Regions from separate parts of the Mus musculus genome. Here region 2 is linked to region 1. The links are chromatin contacts, called in public HiChIP or PLAC-seq maps. All regions are on one chromosome and are shown on one strand. The core of a region is the stretch at or near the end of the contact, and the rest is flanking DNA. Distances in the headings are between cores, read along the strand shown.

Region 1 (7,609 bases), core at 3,548-6,047:
ACACATACACATACACACACACATATATATACATTATATGTATATATACACACACACATATATATATACACAGATACACACACATATATATACATTATATGTATATACACACACATATATACACACCACACACACACACACACACACACATATATATATATACACATTATATGTACACACACACACACACACATATATATACACATTATATGTACACACACACACACACACACACACACGTGTGTGTTTTAAAAATGGTTTGAAGAGCACCTGGAGGCAGTTAGTGGGATAACTGAAAGCAAAAGAAATATTTCAGATTGTGATAAAATAACTCAAATGAGAGCCAGGCCTGGTGGTGTACAGCTGTAATCCCAGCACTCGGCAGAGGCAGAGGCAGAGGCAGAGGCAGAGGCAGAGGCAGAGGCAGAGGCAGAGGCAGAGGCAGAGGCAGAGGCAGAGGCAGAGGCAGAGGCAGAGGCAGAGGCAGAGGCAGAGGCAGAGGCAGAGGCAGAGGCAAGCAGATCTCTGTAGGTGCCTCAAAAACAACAGCAACAAAATTCAAATGACCCGTGATGGGTAAAAAGTAGGCCTATTTCCTTCTGGAAAGTTCCAGATTTTCCTGACAACAAAAGCAACCCTGGCTGTCAGATCTGCGGATGAATGACAGCTTTGATCCTGTCTCAAGCAGAAACGGAAATCAGAGATAAGAAAAGTCTGATAGAGGTGAGCAAAGAATATTCACAGAAACTGTCCTCCCTTCCTTCCTCCCTCCCTTCCTTCCTTTCTTTCTCTTTTGCCTTTTGAGACAGGATTTAACTACATAGTCCTGGCTAGCCTGGAACTCACTACGTAGACCAGGCTGCCCTCCAATGCACCCATCCTCCTCTCTGCCTCTCCAGCGCTGGGACTGAAGGTAGGTGTGCGCCACCGTGCCCTGTCTGGTTCCCCTTCTTGTGGCCTGACTGAGAAGACCTGACCCTGTCTCTGGATTTGGGGTGATCTCTGGTTTGGGGATGATCTTGCTCCTGGTGGGTTGGTGTCAGTTTTCAGGTCCTCTGCTTTTACTCTGAGAACCTCCTCCTGCCTCCCTGAAGGTCTCCACGTGACCTGAAATCTTAAAGTTCTGGAGCTGGAGGAGACCCAGTTATTCTGCAGACAAGGAGATGAAAGCCCAGAGAAGAATTCTGGCCTCATAACTAATGTAAAAAGGAAGGCCTCCCATTATGCCCTTGATCCCTCATGATCCCCTGCTCCTAACATGGCCCCTGCCCAGCATCTACCTTTTCAAATGGACAGAGAAAGGCCCTAAGAGGCTTCCCCCCTTTCTCAGAGTCGAAGCCGGATTCTTGACAATGGCCTATTCTGAGGTTTCCTTTCCGGCTCTGACCACCTCTTCATCTGCCACTTCCCCCATGTCTGCCCTGCATGGCCTCTGTGACCTTGTCAACACTCCCACCTATCAAGCCTGCTCCTGCTCCAGCCTCTCTGCCTCCTACTCTCCCCTCAAGTCAGAGATCAGGAGACATCTCAGCAGAGGTCTTTCTCCCCCCCCCCCCAACCCCCGTCTGTCTGTGCGAACAGTGACATCACCCCCACACGCTCTTTCCTATACAATTGCTTGGAACTTTCCACTGAATTCTGATGACCGGATCCACTATGCTCGCATACCCACTCAGGGTCCCACTGGAGTACGCACGAGTCAGCCTTTGCCCACTCTGCTCACACTTCCGCTCTGACTCCTACAGTAGGGCCTGGCTCATGCAAGTGCTCCGAAAAGTATTTGCTGAATGCATGAATGCATGAATGAATGAATGAATGAATGAACGAACCACTCAGCACCAGAACACAACCATCCAACTCAAACTCCTTGATCAGCATCTTATTGTGCTCTCAGGCCTCAGTAGCCACATATCTTTAGCCTACAGAAAAGACTTACAAAGCCAAAGATGAAATAATTCATTTTAGTTACCCTGTGGCTGCTTCTCTCTCTCTCTCTCTCTCTCTCTCTCTCTCTCTCTCTCTCTCTCTCTCTAAGACAAGATCTCACTATGTAACCTTGGCTGGCCTCAAACTCACAGAAATCCACCTGAGTTTAAAGAATTAAAGTCCTGAGTCACCACACACCGCACCAGGCAGTATGGCTTTCTTTTCTTTTCTTTTCTTTTCTTTTCTTTTCTTTTCTTTTCTTTTCTTTTCTTTCCTTTCCTTTCCTTTCCTTTCCTTTCCTTTCCTTTCCTTTCCTTTTCTTTCCTTTTCTTTTCTTTTCTTTTCTTTTTCTTTCTTTTTTTTTTTTTTTTTTTGGTTTTTCGAGACAGAGTTTCTCTGTAGCCCTGGCTGTCCTGGAACTCACTTTGTAGACCAGGCAGGCCTCAAACTCAGAAATCCGCAAGCGCCGGATTAAAGGCGTGCGCCACCACGCCCAGCTATGGCTTTCTTTTTAACACCAAGGATAAAGCAGCTAAGTTAGCACCCAGTATATAAAATAGTTCTTTCATGGGGGATGGGGGATTTGGGATGGGGGTGGTGTGGTTATCGCTGGGATCCTGCTCTCCAGGTGAGAAGCTATCTCATAATGAACTCCCAAAAGCAAGACTGAGTTATTTAGTCTTGAAAATTAGTTTATTGAGATGCTTTCACGGCTGGGTATAATAATAATAAAAAATTACACATTCACTGACATGGAACTTTTGAGGAGTGAATGAGTCTCAAGAGTGTTTTATTAACAACAACAACAGCAGCATTGCTTGAGAGCCTCATAGGATCCTGAAATAGTAGCAAAGTCACAGGCAATATGCTAACTGATTTGTGTTTTGTCCCATAGTCGGGGAAAAAAAAAACTGGAAAAATAAGCCAAGCTTTGTAACTGCTGGTAGGCAGCAAGCCTTTGCTTGTAAACGGTTTGAATCACTTTTAAAAGTGTGCCTTCCCACCCTGCCCAACTTAAGACTAAGCAATCTGTAGCTTAAAATACGACTCTGCATTTATTTTAGCCCTGTACAGAGCAAAGTGACCCAGAAGGCTGGGAACGGTGATGAACTTGAAGCGCTGGAAGGCAGCATGCTGAAAAAACGCTTCCTTCTAAGGCACAGGGAAAGAGCTCTGCTCTGGAAACACCGAGATAAACATTCAGAACAGAGTCTGCTCGACCCTGACCCTTCGGCAGGGGTAGAGCATCCTGTGGTACAGCAAGCTCAGTGGGGCAAGGCCCCGCCCTGCCACGTGGGTGAAGGAGGAATGTGAAGAGGGTCTCACAGGCTAAGGGGATGCTCGGAGCTCGGTGCCAGAAAAGAGGGGGTGAAGAGGTTAGGAGGCCCTACTTTGTGGGTTAAAGGACAAATAGTTCATACATATTTGAACAGCATCTATAAAGATTACTATCACGCGCCAGCCCAAACCATACACAATGTGATAAAAGTTAGCTTAAAAGTTAGCACAGTTTGAGTCAAAATGTTCTTGGCTTGTTGGAAAAACTACCTGTGACAACATGCAAGTCACTCCCATGCCAGACTTAGCACTTCCCCACTACACACCAAGATCTCTGTCTAGACAAGCCATTGGGTGACATTAACACAGAAACATGAATGACACACACACACACACAACAGGTTTCACTCATTTCAACCCAATATTATGTGAGTGGGGGAGCGGGGAGCGACAGTGAAGTTGAACATCTGCTACATAATTTGTAAAATTAACTTTGTTTTCCTAGGACTTTGTTGTCACCAGGAGGGATCGGCTTCAAATACAAATGAAAGACTTTAGCGGTGGAAGGGCCTGAGAGATCACGAGATTCAGTAGTTTAGGGGGAATGAGGCCCGATGGATACACTAACTTGAACACTACACCTCGACTATGCTTTTCCTACGACTGTTTTATAAATGCAGCCCTAACTGAGAAATCAGGTCTGCTTGCTGCAAAAATCGCCTGTTGATTAGTCAGCTCTATCAGCGGCATGTAACTCGACTAAGCACAGTGGAGTCCAAACTATGCTCCTACCAGAGAATCGGTGTCATCACTAGCTTGTCACCATTATTAATTAGGAAGTTCCACAAGGTGCTCCCAAGACTATAAAAGAAACACTGTCAGACAGGTTACAGAATTTGCCAGCCATAATCCCACATGCGACCTTGCTTTTCAAGTTGGTTTTTCAACACGACCCTGTGCCCTAAAAACACCCTTCGCAGCTCTTAATACACACCACATGCTGTCCTGTCCGGTCACCCCAACACCCCTTTATTCGAGTGACAACCATCCTCCTCTGACACAAGCATGCAATCGTCCTGGGTACCTAAAAACTCCAGTAAGCCAAAACTGCATCTCCAGCTAAATATAAATAGTCCCGGGTTATTTGGGAAACCATCGCTGCCTGGCTGTCACGAAATCCCGGCCTCTCATGCCCACCAGCTGCAGCAGTGACCAGGAGCAGGACTGGGGCTCAGTTCTTCAACTCAAAGCCAAGAGGCAGGGCGGCGCAGTGACAGCGCCCCGGCTGGACACCTCGCCCCCCGGTCCGCGCCCCGGGACGGTCCCTAGGGCTGCTGCCCCCCCCCCCCTGCACCCCCTCGGCCGTGAGTGAAGACAGCGAGGGCCTCGCGTCTCGCGGAGCGCAGCTCAGCGCGACCGAGAGCTGCGCCGCAAGCCCCGCGCGCCCCGCAGGCGACCGTCCCCGCTACCCCACCACCCCGCCACCCCACGGACGCCCGGCCCCGCACCGACCTGCTCTCTGCCGCTCGGCGTTCCCTCCGCGCACAGCCACTGGTGGCCCGGCCGGGCCGCGGTCACCTCCCCTCAGCGGCGGCGGGCGGGCGGGCCGATCCGGGTGACTCCGCGCCGCCCCGCCTCCCTTAGCGCCGCTTCCGTCCGGTGGCCCCCGGCTCCGTTTCCCGCGCTCGCGCCCCCTGGCGGCCGCCTAGCCCGTCGCTCCGCCACGTCAGGGCTCGGGCTCCCAGGGCCTTTCAGGGAAACTGAGGCACGGACTGCGTGGGGGCGTTTAGCGACACACCTCGCTCAGGCTAGGATCCAGATCCCCACGCACTCGCGCTACCGCCAACCTAGAGAACTCAAATTCTCCGCTGCGCGAATTCTCTTACTCCGAGGCGGAGGCTAGCCTTGAACCTTCCATCGTCCTTCACTCCTCCAAGTGCTGGATTACAGGGGAACACCATCAGGTTACTGCCCACTCCTCATCGATTTTTTTTTCTTTTCTCCCGAGCAAAGTCTCACAGGACAATTTTGAGAATTTAAAAGCAAGGAATCACAGAATACTAGAACCAAACGTCCCGGTTTCTGAAAAGTCCCGGAAGACTTCTGACTGTTAAAGATCGCAAGTGCGTGGAGGAGCTGGTGCAAGCGCGGGGACCGACCTAGCAGATTTGAGGAATGCAGGAATCATATATCACTATGCACACACAGCAGAGATAAGGCTTTATTTTAAAATCTCATCAGCTAGATTGTTTCTTGACTCTTCAAAAATCGTAGTAAACTAGACATAGCATAAAGTGTATCGTTTGAACCATTGTCAAGTGTGCGTGCAGTCCATCAGAGTAGGTAAATTCACATTGCTACGCATCCATCATCTTGTCCGGCACCGGGACCCCAACTTCCCAAACTGAAACTGCTCTTATCGTACAGGGACTCCACTCCCAGCGATTCCTAGTCTCTCGTGTCCTTAAGAATTCGTCTACTCTGAAGACCCTCATACATGCAATCTACAATACTTGGCCTTTTGGTGCCTGCCTTATTTTGGTTAGAATAATGCCCTAAGTTTCATCTGTGCTGTTCTATGTGTCGGAATTTCCTTCCTTTTTACTGCTAAATATACTGCGTTGTGTTTAGGCGTTTGTCCTTCACTGGGCATTCGGCGGAGTTTCCCCTTTGGCTACTGTGGCTAAGGCTAGGACCCAAATCGTACACGTATCTGCTGGACCCATTGCTTCCAGTTCTTTGGAGGCTGTACCTAGGGGTGAAACTGCTGCTCACATACATTATTCTCCTCCTTTGCTGTCTGAACACTGAAGGAAGGCATTTTTGTGGTAAAACATAAATATTCCAGATTTTTGTTTTTGAAAGAAATTGATCAAATGCTTCAGCGGCCTGTCAAACAGTAAGCTTTTCTCCCCCTTTCAAGTAAAATGACAATCTACTACCTAGATAATGGTATTATTATCTTTCTTTCTTACTTACTTTCTCTTTTGAGACAGAGTCTCCTCTCTCTTATGTGGCTTTGACTGTCCTAAACCTTGCTGTGTAGACCAGGCTGGTCTCAAACCCCCAGCGATCCATTTGCCTCTGCCTCCACCTCCAGGTGCTGGGGGAAAGGTGAGCACTGCCACACCCTGGCGCTAATGCTTGTTATTATTAACTAACCACAATTCTGTTTTCTGTGTGCATACTTTTCTATTGTGGTTTGGACCCAAGGAGTCCTTATGAAAGCCAGATGAACTGGAAGCAAAGATTTCATTTTGAAACTAAAACAACATTGGAACCGCTTAGCATAACTCAGCTCTATCTATTTTTTAAATATTTATTTATTTTTTTATCTATTTACTTACTTACTTAGTTACTGGGGTACGGGGCACTTGAGGCAGGGGTCTCATGAGGAGGTCAGAGGACAACTTCTGGGAATCAGTTCTCTTCTACCATGTGGCCTCCAGGTTTGACGGCATGTGTCTTTCTCTCTGAGCCATTTCTCCACGCCTAATTGAAGCATTTTCCTTTCACGTAAGGGTCAGTTCCGGAATGGCCAGGTCACTGACTCTCAGAGGTATGCTCTTTGGTGGGTGCACTGAAGTTTGAGAGTGATTGCCTGAGGGCATCATGGAGATTCTAAATCATGAATGGTTGATTTCCATAATACCATTCTTCTGAGGCAGGCTAGCAGAGGAATGGTCTACTGCCCTGAGACTCCTGTCTAGTTTGGGGCTACACAGCACCCTCTTGTAATAATTCACAAGATGGAGAATTCTGTCTCCCAACAATACTATACATTTCCACACCTGGAACTAGTGATCAGACTGGTAACAATCAAATGGTATATTCCCAACATATCCAAAAAAAAAAAAAAAAACAAAACAAAACAAAAAAAAAGCTAATCTGGCCAGAACTAGTTTTGTATGTATTTCCAGTAGGGCAAAACAATGTCCTCTCTATTTAGAATGAATTTGCTATTTACTAACTAATGATTAAAATGAGCATATGGTTAAAATTAATGTATTCCAGGAAGGGACAGACATGCACAGTAAGAAAAATTAATAACCTAACCTATCAGTCAAAATAGATAGAGAATCGCCCAAAAACTGCCCTTTGGTAGTCAACCCTTCCTTCCTTTAGGCCACCAGGAGACCTCAGCTGCCACCTGAGGCCCTTGGGTACTCTCTTTCCTGGAGCCCACTGACAATCTGGGCAGTGCACCCTTCTCTAAACTCTACTCTTGGCTCTAGATAAAGTTAGCTTTCTTCTTTTGCAAATCTGTGTGAACCTTCATTCTCAATCCTTTGGATGAGAGGCTGAGGAGGTCGAAACAGCCCATATGGTAACTCTTCCTCTGAACAAAGGGAACTCACCCTACTCTTGTCACAAATGGGGCAGTGCGGGGCATTTGAGATTCAGC
Region 2 (7,609 bases), core at 2,336-4,835, 900 kb after region 1:
CCAGAAGCAAAGCCTTGGTGCGGCTCTAATGTTGGCTCCCTTTGCCTCCCCCCTCACCCTGCTCCTGGCAAGGAAAGTCCTGCCTCCCATGCCCTGGGCTCTGTGTAATAGAGGCTCTGTATAATAGAGGTCTAGTCTCCAGGGAGGCTGCTGGTAGGGGGAGCAAAATTTTGCTCATTGGAACTTCGTCTGATCTGCTTATCCTCAAAGTTCCTGCTTCACTTCAGAGATGGTTTTCTATCGTGTAAATGCTACAATCATAGCAAAATAGCCCAAGGGTTAGTCCCTTGTCCTCCAGACCTAACGGGCTCAGCATCTACTGTTCCACTCAGAATAAAGAAAGCACCTACCCTCATAGAAGATGGTAATGGGGTATCTTCAAAGCCTGAAGGAAAGACAGGGGTTTGGGAAGAGGAGATGTAGAGGAGAGTAGACATGACAGAGGTCCACCAGAACAATCATAGCTGAGCATCTATAGAGAAAGAATAAAACCAGGTCATCTCCACCCATCTCCATCTGGGTTGAGGCTGTTGGAGATACAGACAAGGGCAAACACACAATGCACAGATACACAATGAGCAATATAAAACAGAGGTGTGCATACACACACACACACACACACACACACACACACACACACACACACACACACACGTAGACATTTGGATCCATATCCAGGCACTCAGGAGTCCGAATGCCTGAGTGCTCATCTCCTTCCTCTCTAAGAGCATCCTCTCCCTAGAGCATCCCAGAGCGAGCTGAGGCAGGCCCCTCTCTTCTAGGCCTCACTCCTTCCCCTTTGTGTTTTTCCAGGTCGTGATATGACGAGCACCACTCTACCTGGTTACCCCCCTCATGTGCCCCCCACTGGCCAGGGAAGCTACCCTACCTCCACCCTGGCAGGAATGGTGCCTGGTAGGTGACAATGCTGTAGATGTCTCATCTGGGTGGGGTTAACTAAATTGTGGGAGAGCTGCTAGTGGACTGTAATCTGTGGCTGGGAGTCGGGGGTTGGGGGGGGGGGGAGAACCAACAAGCCATTGTTCTGCAAACCATTGTCCTTCTATGGCCATAGCTGACTCTTTAGAAGCAATGCAAGGAGGAAGCATACAGAAATGTTCCCTTGTCAACACAGCTTTAGGTTATAGCCCTTCCTCAGCACCCATCCGTCCAAGTCTATGCCTAACTCAGCTAGCTGACACTGCCTGGAAGAGCCTGCCCTGGTTTCCATGGAAACTTGGAACCAAGGACCATTTTCAGGGGCATGGCAGTCATTCAGACAAAGCCATGCTGGTCTACACCAAGCCAGGGGAGGAGACCACTGTGGAGAACCAATCCCAATCTAGAGAGAAGGAAGCTAGTCTCAAAGTGGACAGGAGGGAACCAGAGAGATGTTAGCTTCAGAGAAAAATTAGCTACAACAACTCCACATGTCTTCAGAGGACCCAGGTCCTCTGTGCTCCTCTGAATCTCTAGTGTACCCTTTTGCTGAGAGGCACTGGACTTGGGTTTGGGGTTCAGGAAGCAGCCTGGTGGCTGTCCTCTCTAACCTTCACCCCAAATGAGAGTGGCTTAAAGTCAAAGAGAGTTGAAGTTTGGTGTTGAAACACCAAAATCTCTCACCTTAAGGTGGCTAAGACTCTCCCAGCCTGTAGTCCACTGTCTCTGGAGCCCTTTTGTATGCCCCACTCCTCAAGTTCAACCCTCACTGGTAGAGGGAGAAAGAGAGGACAGAAAGCTGGATTGGCCTTATTCATCAAGGCACGGCCCTGAGTAAGGGTTGAGAAACTGGGGAGCCCGTTACAGCCTGTTAAGAGAATAGGGCTGACTGAGAGAAGTTGGAGGTGCGGATGAAGGGATTGGGGCTCACACTTGGGAGAAGGCAAGTAGAAGCTGTTGGTGGGGGAGCAAGGGATGGCTCTGGAAGAAGATCCCAGCAGTGAGCAGGTGGAGGCTGGAGGAGGTCTTAGGGAGGTGGGGTGGTGGTGGTGAGGAAAGAGTGGGGAGGTGGGGGGTGGGGAGTCTACAGGGAGGTAGGGATGAGGGGAGCCGCAGAGAGCTCATGGTGGCAAGGGGGGAGTCGTTAAACAGAATCTAGTGCTGATGAGGAAATTACACTTGTTTCATTAGCGATGGGGAAGGAGATAGCTCAGTTCCTCTTGGTCACAGTTGAGCTCAGAAGCTCATTATCCTGCTGCACGCATGCTTTCCCTCCTCGTCAATAAACAGGCTTTCCAGTGGCTGCATCCCCCACCCCCACCCAGCTCCTTCTTGGAGTGGGGCCCCTTCTCCTCTACTTAACCCGCGGTTAGGGATCACTGTAAACAGTCTGGGGTCATCACACAGGAGAAAGGGCCAGGGGGGAAACCCATAGGCCTGGCCTTTCTCCTCCTGGAGGGAGGGAGGTAGCTCCCGAAGGCTCCCAACCCACTGTGCCCTCCACTGCTCACTGCTCCTGAGCCTGCGAGCAGTCCAGTGGATTCCCGCAGTTCACTTCCCCAGTTACGTGGCCCTTGTACTGAACCTCAGGAGGGAAAAGTGGGAGGGGTTATTTCCCAGGAGGGCACCACCACTACCACCTGCCTAGCTTTGGCACAGCTCTGAGATGCCATTCTTAGGGCTTTCTGGGACAAAGTGTCCCAGGGGCCTTCCTGCTCCACCTTCCCCCTCTCTCATGCTGTAGAATCCCTAAAGCCAGTGTCCACTGTAAAAGCTCTCAGCTCCCAATTTACTTAAGTGGGAGCAGCCAGACCAAGACCAAACCCTTCCTGGGCAGCGATCTCTTGCAGGAGAGCCCAGGCACAAACCCGCCCACAGATTCCCTCCATGCCTAGGTGTGCAGGGATCTGGCTGCTACTTGTCTATGGTGGCTGTCCCCATGCAGAGCTCGGAGTGTGTGGATTACCTGGCCTCTGGCCTGCTCCCAGGGGCCCTATCCCTGCTTGAAACACCCAAGACTGGGACTAGTGAGGACAGGACAGAAGAGGCCAACTGGACACGTTGAACGCCTCTAATTCCAGTTCCCCGCCCTCCCACAGGGAGCGAGTTCTCAGGCAACCCATACAGCCATCCCCAGTACACCGCCTACAATGAGGCTTGGAGATTCAGCAACCCCGCCTTACTAAGTGAGTACGCCACCTGGCAGGCCGGCGGCTCCCAAGGTCGCCTACCCGCTCGCCAGCTCGGGCGCGCAGGCTGCTTCGGGATACGGATCCCACTCAGGACCACCCCAATTCTGGGTACCCGGATGGGCCAGGGAGACAGGCCCATTAGAGCAGCGCCGGGTCCTGGGGATACCACCAGGACGCCTGCGCCTCCAGCCTCTTCCCTCCCCTACCTCTTGATCACTGGAGGGCTCTTAGCCAACAGTGGCCGTCGGACCCCTTGGGGGATCCGCAGCCGGGTGTCACCTGTCCTGTCCCTCTCCCGCCCTGTGGATGCAGCACTACTCCTGGGCATCTGGCCTCGGGGCCGAGCCACAGTCCTCCAGGCCTGATCCCGCTGGACCCGGGGAGGGCTTTTCTTTGCTTTTCTTTCCTTTTTTGTTCTCCTGTTTGTCCTCTCACCCAGCCCATTCTTCTCCTGTGTTAACTTCCAGGTTCCCCTTATTATTATAGTGCCGCCCCCCGGGGCTCCGCCCCTGCCGCTGCTGCCGCTGCCTATGACCGCCACTAGTTACCGCGGGGACCACATCAAGCTTCAGGCAGACAGCTTCGGCCTCCACATCGTCCCCGTCTGACCGCCCACCCCAGAGGGAGGGAGGACCGAAGCGACGCGCTGCCTCTCGGCCACCGTCCCTGTCCCACCCCCACCTCGAGACATCCTCCCCCAAGCCCCGCAGCCCTTCTCATCACCCTGTCGATGGCCAGACAGGACAGGTGGAGCCGCGGGTGGGACCCTCAGGCCCCAGCCCCGCCCGTCGCCCCTCCCCGCCTGCCTGGACCGCGGCGCCGTCCGGAAGCCCGCCCGCCTCTGGCCCGCGCGCCGTTTCTGTGACACACAATCAGCGTGGCCCACCCAGGGGCAGCCCACTTCGGACGCCCGGGAGTCGGGAGGCTTCGCTGGAGAAGCTGAGCAAGGGAAGCTAAGGAAAGGACTTTGTGCTGAAGGAGGAGCCGCCGGGGAGACCCTAGGGGGGAAATCCTGCCCCATCCCCCCTGTGCCTGCCAAGCTGACCCCGCCTTCTGTCTGCGCCCCGCCCCAGACGGTGGCACTGGGACGCAAGGGTCGGACTCGAGGGACAGCGTTTGGGGCGACAGCGTTTTCCAAGGCTGGTACCCAAGGCGAGCAGACGCCAACTGAGCTCATCCACCTGAACTGCCTAGTTCCCTTGGGCCTGCGATCTCCTTCTGCAGTGACTCTCCTCTCGGCCCCGCCTTGCCCTTACGTCAGCGCCTCTTCCACCTGCTGGCCTCTCACTTTTCCCTCCTGTGCTTCCTCGGCTCATCCCACGACACCTTGTGTTTGGTCCCAAGCACGCAGCCACGTCGGGGCCACCGCGGGAACCGTGTCCTCAGGCTGCGGCTGCGAGCATTGATCTTTTCCCATCAGTAATGCGCTGCCCACCCCCACCCTCCCATCCCAAACTCCCAACCTGCGGGCGCAAAAAGCCTGGAAGGAACTGACGACCGAGCCGCCCCAGATGAAAATCCGGGTCTCCCCGCCCCATTCCCCCCAAGCACCCCCTCCCCAGCCTTCCCTTGGGCAGGAGCTGAACAGAGCCTCAAAAAAAAAAAAAAGTCTACACTTATTTAATATGATGATGGTCTTTGCAAAAATGAACAAACAAAAACCCAACAGGCTGCTTTATAGAAAGACGGTGTGTGCTGTCGAGGCGAACCTCTCTCTGTACATAGCCCCTCCCTCTCTGCCCCGCCCCTCCGGGTACCATAGAGTCCCTGTCCTCCCGCCCCCCCCCCGCCCCCCTGCCTGTAGATACACCCTTCTGTCCGTGCTGTGAGAGTCGCCGCTCGCTGGGGGGAGGGAGGGGGGACACAGCTACATGCCCACTAAAGCACAGCACGTCCTGGGGGAGGGGGGCATTTTTTTACGTTACAAAAAAAAATTATGAAAGAAATCTCTATGCAAAATGACGAACATGGTCCCGTGGACACCTCTCGCCTGTTTTGTTGACTGTTTCTCTGTAATTCCGTGTTCATCGCCCTGCATCTCTCCCACTTCATCTCCCTTTTCTCTGCTACTCTCGACCCCTCTGTGTCTCTTTCTCTTCTTCACTTGTCTCTGTCTCGGTCCGTTCTGCCCCAGGCCTCCAAGGCTACATCTAAGATGGCAGAACCAACCTCGGGGCTTGGCCCCTTGTGGCCATGCCCCACGTGCCCGACCAGGCCACCCTGCCCCACCCCACCCTGTAGTTGCTCTCTCGGTAGCGGCGATGCTCCCTGCATGTCTCCTCAACCGTGGATCGTGACGACCCGAAATAACAGAAACAAAGTAAATAAAAGTGAAAAAAAAATAAGTAAATAAATAAATAAATAAAAATCCTTGAACAAATCCGAAAAGGCTTGGAGTCCTAGCCCAGAGTGCGCTTTCCTTCGAGCCATTTTATTTGAAAAGGAAAGCGAGAAAAGTGAACAATCTAAGGGAACTGCCGGCGCCCGACCGTGCTCCAGTGGCTGGAGCTGGATGGCGAGGGCAACGAGGTCCCAGCTTCGAGGCCCAGCCTGACCCAGTCTTGTGTGGAGCTGGCCGCGCTCCAGGAGTGCGGAATCCAGGAGAAGGCTTAGCCTTCCACAAGTCCCGGCTCCTCCGCCACTTTCAACGTGTCGGTTCGTTTTGATTATTTTTCCTTTCTTTCTCTCTTTCCTTCTTTCTTTTTTCTTTCTTTCTCTTTTCTTTCTTTTTTTGTGCACATGATAAATAATAATAAAAATAATAATAAAATTTTGTATGTCACTCCCCATGGCTCCAGGTTTGTCTCTCCCTGCCTCTGGAATAGGTCTGTCCTCGCACTGGTAAACCCTCGATAAGTCAAGGATCCAGCTCCGTTTCCACTGCGACCTCCTCTAAATTCTTGACCTAAGCTCCCCTGGACTGAAGCTGAACTCTGACAACAGTCCGGAGAAGGCTGTCCCTCAGCGCTACCTTCCCCTCCCCCACCCACCCAGGCCTTGGGCCAAAAAGTTTTGGCTTTCTGGAACTTCAGAGTAACTTTGACACTGCCCTTCTTTACCAAGTCAGCCTTGCCTTGCTGCTAGTGTCCTGTGACCACACTTAGAGGGGCAGGTTCCCCGAATGAGCAAAGTCTGGGGCCCTCTCTCCATGAGTGGTGGTTGCCTGCGGTCCTGTCTTCTCTTGGCTCCCAACGTGGATTCAGCTGCTCACTGGCACATTCATAACTGCGTCCTGTGTGCCCTAAGAGACCATAGAGGTTCTTTTTCAGCATTTATTTCTAGACCCTAAGAGCCGGCTCATGGGGCCTTGTGGACCACCAGGATGTCGCCTGGTGACCTCTCCATCAGCTGCTGAGAGTAGTGAGGGTGGAAGGTCTGGGTGTACTCAGAGAAGAAAAGCAGTTTAGGTGCCCCTGGCAGAGGAGGAGTGCTAGTGGGTGGGTCAGCCGATTCCTGCATATAAATGGAGTTTTGTTCTTCTGTGTGAGCTTATGTGTCCTAGAGGGGTTCTGGCAGCGAAGAAGAAAGCCAGTTGTTGATCTTTGTAAATACCTGGTATTTGAGCTCAGGTGAGAGTGGAGGACCTAGGTCTGTCCTTGTCTCTGTTCATGCTTAGGAAAAAAAAAATGATTTCCTGATTGTCCATGATTGTTGTACTCTATTGGAGAGACTTAGAAATGGCCCCCTGTCCATCTCTTTGGCATCCTGTCAGCTCTGGCTCTCTCCTCCTTGCCAACACAGCCTTGATGGTGCAGCTTTCACCTGCCCTCCACCCTGAGAGGCTTCCTGCTCAACTCTAGGAAGTTTCTGTAGCTAATCTTACTTCTTCATCACTGCCCATTTGAAAGACTTTTCAGTATCTGCTGTAGAGCTGCAAGCAGGATCTGGAAGGAGACTAAAGACACACACACACACACACACACACACACACACACACATCCCTACCCTGGCTGGGGCAGTGCCCTTCAGATACCTCCTCCTCCCCAGCATACCTTGCACCGGAGCAGTTTTTCCATCCTCATATTCTGTCACCCAGGCTTATCCATATCATGCCACCAGGGGAATACACGGCAAACCACCAACCTCTTCTCTCCTCTCCTCACCTGTGTCCCCATTCTCCTTCTCAAGAACTAGCAGTCCTACCTCACCCAGCCTTAGCCTTCAGTCTCCCAAAAAGAGCAACAACAACAAAAACAGCCCCTTCAAACTCTGGCTGTACTAAAACATCTGTAAAACAATTCTGGACGTTCACTCCAATCTAAGCATCTGTATGTATTTACGCTTCCCATAAAGGTACTAAGTGCATTATGAATGAAAAGGCAAGACATTTTGAGCCCTTTAGAAGACATGCACTCTACATCAGAGCGCCTATTCAGAGCTTCCAAACACCCAGCACTGAACTCCTGCTGATCACTGAGAGGATTCCTGGAAGCTGACAGGACACAGCAGTATTGGACCAAGGCTCAGTGGGTTTATCA

The links. HiChIP or PLAC-seq counts read pairs in DNA pulled down with a chosen protein or histone mark.
Region 2: a contact with region 1 is called in an HNF4G HiChIP or PLAC-seq map of pancreatic cancer cells. The contact joins the promoter of 1700039E22Rik here to the promoter of Dnmbp in region 1. A contact is called at or near these places in 1 of 39 promoter capture datasets (pre-B cells) and 1 of 115 datasets of contacts at active chromatin or transcription factors (pancreatic cancer cells).

What each region holds. Positions count from the first base shown.
Region 1 is chr19:43,935,401-43,943,009 of GRCm38.p6, forward strand. Dnmbp (dynamin binding protein) reads right to left here and starts at 4,798. Exons shown (of 16, transcript NM_028029.4): 1 at 4,717-4,798.
Region 2 is chr19:44,832,353-44,839,961 of GRCm38.p6, forward strand. 1700039E22Rik (RIKEN cDNA 1700039E22 gene) reads right to left here and starts at 3,586. Exons shown (of 3, transcript NR_045315.1): 1 at 3,139-3,586; 2 at 351-472. It overlaps Pax2 (paired box 2), which reads left to right. Exons shown (of 10, transcript NM_001368747.1): 8 at 814-915; 9 at 3,039-3,125; 10 at 3,618-5,917. The coding sequence ends at 3,739.